Linked DNA regions of Drosophila melanogaster: regions 1 and 2 are each linked to region 3. The links are chromatin contacts, called in public Hi-C and HiChIP or PLAC-seq maps. All regions are on one chromosome and are shown on one strand. Each heading gives the region's core, a stretch centred on a gene start, on an enhancer-like site or on the middle of the called end of the contact. The rest is flanking DNA. Distances are from core to core; before and after follow the strand shown.

Evidence for each region. A called contact is a pair of places that touch in the nucleus more often than the background predicts. HiChIP or PLAC-seq counts read pairs in DNA pulled down with a chosen protein or histone mark.
Region 1: a contact with region 3 is called in a Psq HiChIP or PLAC-seq map of the Kc167 cell line, with 6 times the contacts expected there. The contact joins the promoter of CG31075 here to the promoter of spz in region 3. A contact is called at or near these places in 1 of 1 datasets of contacts at CTCF or cohesin (the Kc167 cell line), 21 of 107 Hi-C or Micro-C datasets (the Clone 8 cell line, the D17-c3 cell line, the Kc167 cell line and 8 more) and 3 of 6 datasets of contacts at active chromatin or transcription factors (the Kc167 cell line and the S2 cell line).
Region 2: a contact with region 3 is called in a Hi-C map of the Kc167 cell line, with 4 times the contacts expected there. The contact joins the promoter of Men-b here to the promoter of spz in region 3. A contact is called at or near these places in 4 of 107 Hi-C or Micro-C datasets (the Clone 8 cell line, the Kc167 cell line and the ML-DmBG3-c2 cell line).

The regions. Positions count from the first base shown.
Region 1 is chr3R:26,987,232-26,990,852 of dm6, reverse strand. CG31075 reads left to right here and starts at 2,336. Exons shown (of 5, transcript NM_170304.2): 1 at 2,336-2,445; 2 at 3,515-3,619. The coding sequence starts at 2,410. CG31076 reads left to right here and starts at 1,001. Exons shown (of 4, transcript NM_170305.2): 1 at 1,001-1,096; 2 at 1,165-1,401; 3 at 1,480-1,628; 4 at 1,686-1,818. The coding sequence starts at 1,067. The coding sequence ends at 1,818.
Region 2 is chr3R:27,149,872-27,153,421 of dm6, reverse strand. It overlaps Men-b (Malic enzyme b), which reads right to left and starts at 1,760. Exons shown (of 7, transcript NM_143702.4): 1 at 1,516-1,760. The coding sequence starts at 1,532. CG6051 reads left to right here and starts at 2,353. Exons shown (of 5, transcript NM_001300627.1): 1 at 2,353-3,028. The coding sequence starts at 2,993.
Region 3 is chr3R:27,068,347-27,072,028 of dm6, reverse strand. spz (spatzle) reads left to right here and starts at 1,959. Exons shown (of 6, transcript NM_001144644.2): 1 at 1,959-2,885. The coding sequence starts at 2,820.

The sequences.
Region 1 (3,621 bases), core at 1,087-3,586, 82 kb after region 3:
AGGCCGGTTGCTCGTCACGTATCTCAAAGATATGCAAAAGTATATGAGTATCTACCCATCTGCCGGTGCGTATGGTTGGGTTTCATTGAATTGAGTGCCCGGCTAAATGCTGTGAGCCGCAATTTGTATCCCGCGCTTTGTTTACTTACGCTGTCATCCCCTTTTGTTGGGCACTAGGCCCAGCCTCCAGTCCAATTTGTTAGCCATTTGCAGTCAATCACAGTGTGGCCACTAACAAACAAGATTTTGTCCGTCCGCGTTGGTCTTTCCATTTGCCTTTTCATTTCGGCTCTTTAGTGGGCCGTCATCTCTGTTTGCCGGTCAGCTGGCAATTAAAAATGTATTTACCAGCTCTTTGCCATTGTGGAGCACTTATCGCGCCACTTGCACTTGACCAGTTCCGATTTGAAGTGGCTTAAAGCCATTCGAAGGACTAGCCCCTAAATGGCCGTTACTAAATGTGGTCTCCTATTTAAGTCCACTTGTCGTATACTCTATGTGCAATCATAGTCGCCCGCTGGCGCCATCTACATGTCAGTTAACTCTTGATAACTTATCACTAGCGTTTTTCTTCCTCTCTCGCCTTGAACAAGTTCAGGCGATGAAAGAAATCGTCAGTCGTGGAAAAAAGCTTCACAGAAGCCAAACAAAGTTATACGCAAACAAAGAGCATATGGAGTAGGTTACTGGAGTCGAGGGTTTCAACTTTTCAATACCTCATAGGCTCCGAAATATTTTAACTTTTTGATTCCAAGTGCCTTATCATTTTAGATAGCCTAATACCAAATAGCTGATAGCTGATCAATAGTTGATTATCTTTATTAATCATAATTTATAGATTCATTTTCATATGATTATCAACAAAAATCTTATATAAAAGCATATGCCCAGAAAAATCATGTATGTAGGGTATTTAAAAAATTAAAATGAAAAAATAAAGAGACAGTCCAAAAACAAAAGCATTCGGCTACGGAATGCAGCACAATCGAGCACTCATTTCAGTTGCTCACGAGGAGATCGCCGGTGAGGTATCTCGCTAACCACAGATACGATTTATCTCAGAGCAATGGAAAGGCCTGAAAATAACGACAGTCAGGTAGGAAAATCAAGCTTATCTAGCCAAGATTAAAAGTCGTATCTCTTTTATTTTGTCTACCGGTTTAGCTCATTTTGGTGCAACAGAATTTACGAACACTGCCCCAGGAATTAGTTAAGAAGCATGCTGATCATGTAGAGCAACTGGATCTAAGTCACAATTGTCTAAAGGATCTGTCTTGGTTGGCGGACTTCGAGCAGCTGCGTCATTTGGTGCTGGACAGCAATCGCATGCATGAGGCTCATTTGAGGACACTGACTTGCCCGCTGCCACAATTGGAAGTACTGATGCTCAACAAAAATGAGGTGAAGCCACAGAATCACAGTTCAATTGCTGTATATTAGAAATAAACGTCGAAAATTGCAATTTCTTATCGATTCCAGTTCAGTGACCTGCCGACGACAATGCGACTGATCAGAAAGTTCTTTCCCAATCTGCAGTATTTGAGCCTCCATGGCAATCCGATCTGCCCGGATGGCTTGGAACTGCAGCCGTTCTCCACATACCTGCGCTACGACTACGAGTACTATAGGTGGGTGTGTCTGTTACAATATTGATCTATCTATACATAGCTGCCGATCTGTTTCAGCAACTACATTGCACAGTCGCTGAGTAAACTGAAATTTCTGGATCATGGACTGGTTCAACGCACCTACAAATACGAAAGTTTCCCCATAAAAAATTACAATGGCAAACAGCTTATCCAGACGACAAGTGTCTGAAATTATAAGCAAATAAGACTATTTAACCTATTTATATTTAATGAAGTAAATTTTAAAACTCCCTATATTACCCATTGATCTATTAATTGAAGTTTGGGCATTTTATACAAGCTAAAGTATAAGACCACATCCTAGACACAATCCGTATAAGACAGTGTCTTGGATATCTAGCCAAGACATCAACCGCTCCCAAAAGCTTACAGTGGTCAAATTACAAACAAGTGTCATTAATAATTTTTTGTGATAAATCAATATCACCAAGTATAGTAAAAATAAATGTAGTATTAAAAACAATATATTTAACTAAAAATTCTGATATAACCATATTTAAGCCATATAACTTAAAGAATCGATGGACAATCCGTACACATTGTAGGGCACTTGTATATGCCGGCCGGCAAATGATAATTCAGAGGAGGACCACAAGCAAAGTGAGAATCTGATGAACGGCAGTGCAAAACAAATCGCTGATAGCCAGTTATCGGGGCTCTATATAAATCGGCATCTGGCAGCATTTCAGTTTCAGTTTCGCGACGTCTCCCAGACAGCCGGTTTCTATTCCAGTTCTTGAAGGTGTATATATCGCTCAATATGGCCGATCCCAACGCCAAGCCCAAGTACACAAAAGTGAGTATAAATATTGTGTGTGGGCAGCTGTCTATTAAATAATGCAAATCCCTCTTACTGCGCTGCACTTAAGCTAGGTGCATTGAACTTCCACTTTCTGCATTACAAGTTAAATGATTTAAAGTAAGCTGCCTAGTGAAACACATCAAACTCGTTTGTGTCGCAATTTAAGTACATATGTACAAATACTTGCAATTTTGGCCTCCTTACGCATATGTACGATTATTTTAAAAAAAAAACAGCAATTAGTTTGTTCGGAGATAGAGGGCTTAAATTGTTATCAACAGATGTGGGATGAAAAAAATAAACAGATTCGAAAAAAAAAAAAAAAAAGAAATAGAGCAATAATAATTAAGATGTTTGCTATGCTGATAAGAAAACATTCGTTGGGGACCAACATGAACTTTTTTCTGATACGAATAAGACTTTGAACGCTCATTTACAATGGCGAAATTATGAAAAAATATTATATATAAAAGAAAACTAATCAATTAGTCGAATATTTAATAAAGATTCTTTCTCTGTAAAGTAAAAACTCCTTATAATGCCCTTATTTTTAACGCCCACTTCTCTATATTCATTATTGTTTCCAATTGATTACAATAAGCGGACTACTTTATCTTGAAAGTTTAAGAACGCTGGTCGTACGATTTCATATCGCCCAACGACCCATTATAATTTAAATCAACACTAGATAACAGCCTCAAACTGCTTTGGTTTATTGTCAACAGTTTTGTATTTTTTACATGCTCGACAATTTGGAATCGTGACTAGAATTACACTTTACAGTGTTTACATTATCGCGTGTCCCCGGCAAATTGAAATGGGCCAATCGGGGGGGTTGATAACTTGTTTGAGCGGATAAGTAATCGCTGACAAACTGGGCTAACAATGATGAACAAATTGCAAAAACTACTGGCACACCAATTGGCTGTTTCACGAAAGTGGTCGAAATTTGATCATACTTATGCCCAGTGCGAACCCAATTACTGTCAGGTGGCGGAAAAGATTCCATTGGTTCCATTTACTTTCCACTAAATCAAAACTCACTTGATTTATTTATTTATAGCTTTTCATCAACAATGAGTTCGTTGATTCGGTGTCGGGCAAGACCTTTGCCACCTTCAATCCGGCTACATCCAAGGAGATTGTCCAAGTCTCCGAGGGAGATAAGGT
Region 2 (3,550 bases), core at 511-3,010, 82 kb before region 3:
ATCATATATTATAAGATACCCTATAATTTTGACCCCTGCTGTTTGGTTTTTGCTAGCTGGCAGTTCGAATAGATGGTGCTAATTACGAGAGAGGCAAATATCGCGGGACAGAGGCGTGTGACTAATTTGTGTTTGCGGTTCATTGATGGAATCATGCTCGCGGGGAGTGGAATTGGGATTGGCAGAGGGTCGGTATCGGTGTCGTTGCTGGATTTTGGTCAAGTTGAAACCGGTTAGTGACGTGCGCCGGGCTGGAAACCCCGAGATCCCTTGCACCGACAAAAGGCGAGCACTTTGGGTTGATAATTATCGTTTAGGTAACGCTATCACTCGTCAATTTTTTCCATTTATTTGAATGGCACTCACATGAGCCCCCACCACGTCGAGTGCTAAACAATTTCGCATATCTGAGCCAAATACACGGAATAAGTGCGTGTCGTAAATGATACCCCCATACTCCGAGTGCTACCAATAATTATTTTTAGGGTCTTAAAAGCCCTAAGAACTGGAGTCTGAAGGAAAAAGCTGGGCAAGTTCATTAAACTCTTTACGTCTTTCCATTTTTTGTTAGCCAAATTTCTGGCTAACGGTTTGCGTGGGAACGAGAGGCAAGATAGCAGACCAGCTGAAAACATTCTTGATGAACTTGGCAACGAAAAACGCTGACAGCGGCGAAACAAAGCACACATTTTTTCGGTATATGCACTAAATTTAGAATTCCGCCAGACCATCTTTCGAATATATGTCCATGTCCATGGTATTGAAGGTGTTGTGTTTTCGCTACACAGGAAACAAAATGTTTTCGATTGTAAAAGTATGATGATAAACTTTCCATTCCTTTTTTTTTCTTAGAATACTACTAAACAATGGAATACATTCGTATTTGTACTTCCTATCCAACTGTGAATCATAGAAAATTCATACGAATTATGTGCGGCGATATTCCTCCACCGAAGAAAAGCAAAATTAAAGCACATATACTTATGATACGTAGCACCCCGTTTCTCTCTCTGCAGCCCATTGATTTTTTCAGCTGTTTCTTGTTTGGCAGCCAAAAAACGAAGACATGCATGTTCGAAAACGCTTATGCAATTGCAAGGGAAAAGTGAAAATTCTGAAAACAGCTGTTCACCGAACGGGACCAGCAAGTGCGAGAAAGGGAGGGAAGCCGAAGGGTCAATGCCAGGCCATGTGCGATTCCCAATCGGAATCCCTCTCGCTCGCACATAGCGCTTCCCAGTGAAAACGAAAGCTGCGCAGCAAAAGGAGGAGGAAAAGAGAAGGGGAAATGGGATGATATACTATGTGAATATATTGTATATATACACGGACGCCTTGGCGGCCGCTCGTCTGATCCGAGTGACTAGGTCACTGGGCTACCAGCTGGGGCAGTTGCTCCTCCCGCATCGTGAAATCTTACATAATTTGCGCCCGAGGCACACACACACCCACGCGCACACAAATCCTTCGAGGCGAGTCCTTGCATAAAAAACCAAACGAAAAAGAAAAGCTTACCTGGGTCGTGAGAACATTTTTATGTCGTATAATTGCTTTCCGTTGCGCTGCTAATATCACTGCTCTTGTGTCAGTCAAATCCGTTTGACAGTTGTCCGGCTACAAAGGGCTAATACTTTCGGTGGCGTACGGTAACTTTGCAATGCGACGCGGTCAGCGACAACGACGATTTTCCAGGAATAAAATTATAGCTCTGCGCGCGGATTTTAACCCACCCCAACAACTTACGAAAACGACACTAGTGACCAAGCGACGCGAAAGCGCCAGCGAAACTTGAATGGCACTAAAAAATGACAGATGTGCGAGGCGAATGCAGGGTGCGGTACTCCACTGGCGGACAGTGCGCACTCGAACCTTTTCGAACGGACAAGCAGTGGGGAAGCGAACCTGTTAGCCTAAAGTTTAGTTCACTTTCGAACTTTGAGTAAATTTAAAGCGTTTCAAGCCGTAAATGTTTGTACCCATTCTAATTTATTCATTAAGCTATGTGAAATACAACATTATATATTATGTAATAATTAATTATTATCATTGTTAATATTATTATTTTATTATTATTATTATTAATTTATTATTATTATTATTATCATTAATTAATTATTGATTAAAATTATTCAATGTGTTTATACTAAGCTGATTTTGGCAAATACGAATGTTAATAGTTCGAATTCGACAGTTTACCAACTTTAGTGATAAGATATACAATTAGCTATAAGCTTATGTCAAACATTGAAAATCCAACAGTACAACAATATCGCATTGCTAGTGTGAACGGTGTAGGATAGTTTTTACACGTCCTCAGCATTTTCCCCCGAACCGAAGAGCGCCATACTCTTGGCAGTACTAATCGCAGACCCCGCCGACTGGTCACATTAATCGAAAAAAAAACTTTGCTGCGAACGCACGGACGCTCCGCTGTCGACGGAAATCGCATCGCAACGCGAAGGGCGGATGAGTGCTGCGCGAGTTTAATGGAAAAGTTTGCAATCCGAGTCGCCCGACATTCGAGTGGTCAGCCTCCGCTTTGACGCACTGCCTCTGCAGGCCGCCACAGGACAACCGACGCAGTTTCCGCGAGGGAAATGCAGCTCCACCTAATGCGACCGCAGAGTCACGCGTGTGAGGAGCACGAAAAGTGAAAAAGCAAGAAGATAGAGCAGAACAACAAAAGGCAGGAAAGCAAAGTGCGAAGAGGCCAAGGCATTTAAACAAAATTCACAATAAGTGTTAAAATCAGTAATGTGCATTTAGCAGTTGCCAAACAAATAGCATTTTTCTTTGTTTTGTTTGGCTCGTACGCACTTGTGTTGGTGTACAGTGCTAGTGAGTGAGTGAGTGAGTGCGTGTGTTTGTGTGCGCGAGAGCAAGGACAACAAGAAAGAGCAGCGGAAGAGGAGAAGACGAGGAGCAGGAGCAGGAGGGGAGGAGGCAGAGCAACAACTGTGGAGCTGCAGCTGGAAAGAAACAACCTCCTGCGATGGACACGTTTAAACGCTGGCTAAACAAACCCAAGGTACAGTTTTTGTTTTCTGCTCCTATTTTCGCATAAATGATGAAAGATAGCCCGATTAGTAGTGCCCTCTTATCACTGACACAAAAAACAAACAACAAAAACAAGAGAGAGCGCAGCGCAATTAATTAAAATAGTGAGCAGAGCGCGATAGAGAGAGAGAGCAACAAATGGTGTCAAATGTGCCTGTGTGTGTTTTAACTGTGCCGTTGTGACGTCAGCCTTTGGCCCTGGCTCATTCTCATTATAGGCTAGCGCCCTCTCGCTCGCACCCTGTTAGCCAGCTGGGTTTTAACCGCATTTTCGTTTCCGATGATTAATTCGAATTCGCTGACGTTGCAGCAACTGCATCTCGGCGTGTTGTTTTTTCCTTTTTGTTTTTTTGCACAATACGTGTGTGCAAGCTGCACTCTCAATTCAAATTGGAAACACTCACCAACACATGCACGTCCGCATGCACATGTACATGCCCAAAGTAACAACAAAAACAAATATGGCGCCAGTCCGTTCGTGTTGCAAATTACA
Region 3 (3,682 bases), core at 710-3,209:
GAAATTATATACATTAACTTAGCTCATAAAAATACAATTTGGAAACCTCCTAAATATATGCACCACAAGCTTAATAGATCCCTAAAGTATGCAAGTAGATTTAAACAAGTTTGATGCAATCGTAATATATTGAAATGGTTTGTTCAGTTGAGGATTTAATTGATTTCTGAGAATTTTAGATTGTTTAGAACAGATATGTATGGGCATTACAATAATACAAAATTGCATCATCATGCAATTTAGTTATCTACTTACACAGCCCCCCTTCATTGCATTTTATTACGTACTAATTGATAAAGAAATTCTTATGAATCAACAGTGCAGCTGATGTTTCTACGAAATGGCCTCAACTCAGTCATTGGTGCATAATTCGGGGGAAAGGCTATGCTATGAGTAGATATGGCCAAGTAAAATGCATTCTGCTAAGAAGTTCCCGTTTTTCCATGGCGAACGACATCCACTTTGGGCCATAAACATAAGCACACAAGGTAGATCCATTCAGGCACGACTGCGTCAGATGCCGTTTACATGGCGATTACTTGCAGTGTGCGACTTAAAGATGCGGTTTTTTGTCCGCCGTTCTCGGAAATACCAATTGAGTCACCATCTTTCCCAAGCGCCTCAGCACGCTCCAAGGCGGCGACTGGCGGGCTAATTTAAGCGATTCGGATCTGCGGCTCCCATGACGCGTGCGCCAACGGAACTGGCGTTTGCGGCACCCGTTCGGAATATCAAATGTGTTAGAAATATTAGATGGGCTCCAACGTGGGGATAGTTTCATTGGTGGTGGTGCCGAGAGCAGAGCAGTTGTGCTCCGCGAGCTTTGATGCCGAGCTTTGGCCCGGCACCACTTTTACTTTCAGCAGCAACAAGTGCTGGCCGGCACCTTCTCACAGGTCAACTTGACCGACTGTGAGAAGCCCTACACTTGGCTAACATGGGTTTAGCCCGATAGAGAAGGTGGTAATCAACCACCCACTTGCCACAAAGTTTGGTTATTTTCAGCTCGGGGAAATTTCTATATTTTCGGGCTACCTATAAACTTGTTTTCTTTCTGGATTTAAATAAAAGTGATAATTCAATCGCTGCTTCTTTAAGTATACCTAATAAAAAAGCAATAAATCTCTAATCGCGTATGTTCAATAACAAGCGGACAGATAATAGTTAATTACTAAAATGGGTCGACGAAAAGGGCAAATTTGTACATAAGTGTTTATTAAGTACAGTATTCATTATTTCAAACGGAAACTTAATCATCCAAAATGCAGCTTTGATTGACTTCCGCAGATAACAAAGCTCTGACTTCGAGGCATCCAAACATTACTCTGTGGCTGCTCTAACTTTTTCGTAATATTTGTTTTAAAAAATTTTGCGATAACGAAGTTAATTTTTGGTGTCAAATGCCACTCAAACGATATGTACATTTTATGCAAAGCTTTATGGCAACTATGCTGATTAGAATGAATAAAATGTTTGTATGGAATTAGTTTTTGAAAGTATGTTTTTAACTTATGTGTTAAAATAGTACAATTGAGGGTTTGATATTCTTCTTAAAGCTCCAGTGATTTGTATTTGGTTTAACAACAGATGTAATTAAAAACGTTAGTCATTATAGTGTTAGTTTGATGTGCACTTACTTTTCTCCAAGTGTAATATGATTCAGATAATTCCGACTGGTAAAGTTTTTCGTGAAGCAGGCGCAATTAGTAGCACTGCTCGGAGTCAGCTGTGATAAAATCGCGGTCCGCTCGCCCAGACGTCCCGCTCCCTCGCACGACCCTCGCGCTCACTACCCATCCCGCTTCCACCGCCTCTGACCGGCGGCGTCTCGCTCGCGCACAGCGCCCGCTCCCGCTCACACTCTCGCAAGCTAGCTTAAAGCTGCACTTAAGCACTGAGCAATTGTTTGGGGGAGCAGACGAGTCGAGTCGGCGGCCTCTGGGCTCCACTTTTCATTTTCAGTTGCCTCCCAGACGTGCGCTCTCGCTGTCGTGTGTTCTCGATCGCGAGAAATCCAAATCGAAATCGCAGTCGAAATCGAACTTGGTTAATGCTTAACACTCTGCATGCCCGGGAGATATGGTGAAACTCTCGATCTGACCGGAAAATCCCAGCGCGCGTCGCTATAAACACTTAAGATCGGTGGCAGATGGTATCGGGCTTGAGGTCCATAAAAGCGCATTCATCTCGAGCTTTTCGTGTCACTCAAAGACGGCGCACAGAGCCGAAAAGTTGAAGACTCACATATCCTGCGATCAGCTACTTGGATAGCCCATTGCCCAGTTGCAAGCCAAATCGGTTATAAACGATATCAATATCGCGGCATTTCATCAGAGCAACCAAATCGAACCGATCCGAAAACGGTTCCACTAAAGCGGCGAGAGCGAAACTAAAGTGAAAAGCAAACCGACTAATTGAAGTGTCTGTCTGTGTGTCTCGCAAACGTGCAAAGGAAACAAACAAAACGGAATAGCCAACATATCACACAGAGCCACCGCACAAAATATTTATAAATAAATAAGAGGCAACAGTAACACCAGCTACCAGTATAAAGGCCCGGCATTAACATTTAGTCGTGCCAGTTTGTTTATTTTTTATATACGCAAAGCCCATAAAAAGAAAAAAACGCACAGATCACTAAAAAACAACAGCAGCCGGCGCTATAATAACAAAGTTGTAGAAATAAGAAAATTGGTATAAGACGCCACCGATCCGCCAATCACCTGCTATATACTATTACTAATCCCCGACGCAGACGTTCGCCGTCCGCAGAATCTATATATATTTATAAATCCAATTGATTAAGCCCGAGATCGAGCATGATGACGCCCATGTGGATATCGCTGTTCAAAGTCCTGCTGCTGCTGTTCGCCTTCTTTGCCACGGTGAGAAATTTACAATTTTACAAATTTCAAAACAGTCGAACCTCCATAAGGGAAACTTTCAAAAGAAGTTAAAGTTTTAAAATTTAAAGATCTTTGCGTCGAAACAATAATTTATTCCAAATCTATCTAATCTGATAAAAGGTTAAAGTCTCCTTGTCTTCTTAAGACAAGCACTTAAGATCTTAAGACTCCAGAACTTGATTTTTTGTTTATTTGAAACAGGTGCTCGCTTGTTCCAGTTATGAAAGTTCGACTGCATTTCTGTTTTTTTCTGTTCCGTGTTAATCTATGCTTAACATAACTGTCATTTCATTGCAATATATTTCGGGCTATGGGCTTTTTAGCTATTAAGATTTATTTTAGATTTTCCATAGTTGTTCTAGCAGTTCCATTAGCCGAAGGGCAGTTTCAAGTTTAAATTTAGTCACAGACTAGAAAACCTGTTCGCATTGCCAGCGGCAGGTTATGTGCAATTTTCATTCTCTATATGATAAATGCACATCATAGGCATTACAATAATATTAATTGACACAAACAATGCCAGACATTCTGCACACGACTTTGGAAGTAATTTACTGCCGGACAAATTGTATGATCATCTCTGTGAGAAAAGCAATTAGTTCGTATTAATGGCGTCGAATGTTAGAAAATCCGTTTGAAAAGCGCCCGAGAACTTTTGTCTTTCCGGTTTTCCGCGAATTCCGCAGCGGACCGGTTCTAAAGATCGTTTTCAGTTCTAGCTAAATTCCAATAGGTTCACGGAAAACCTAAAACTGTGATGGAAAAACGATCCAATG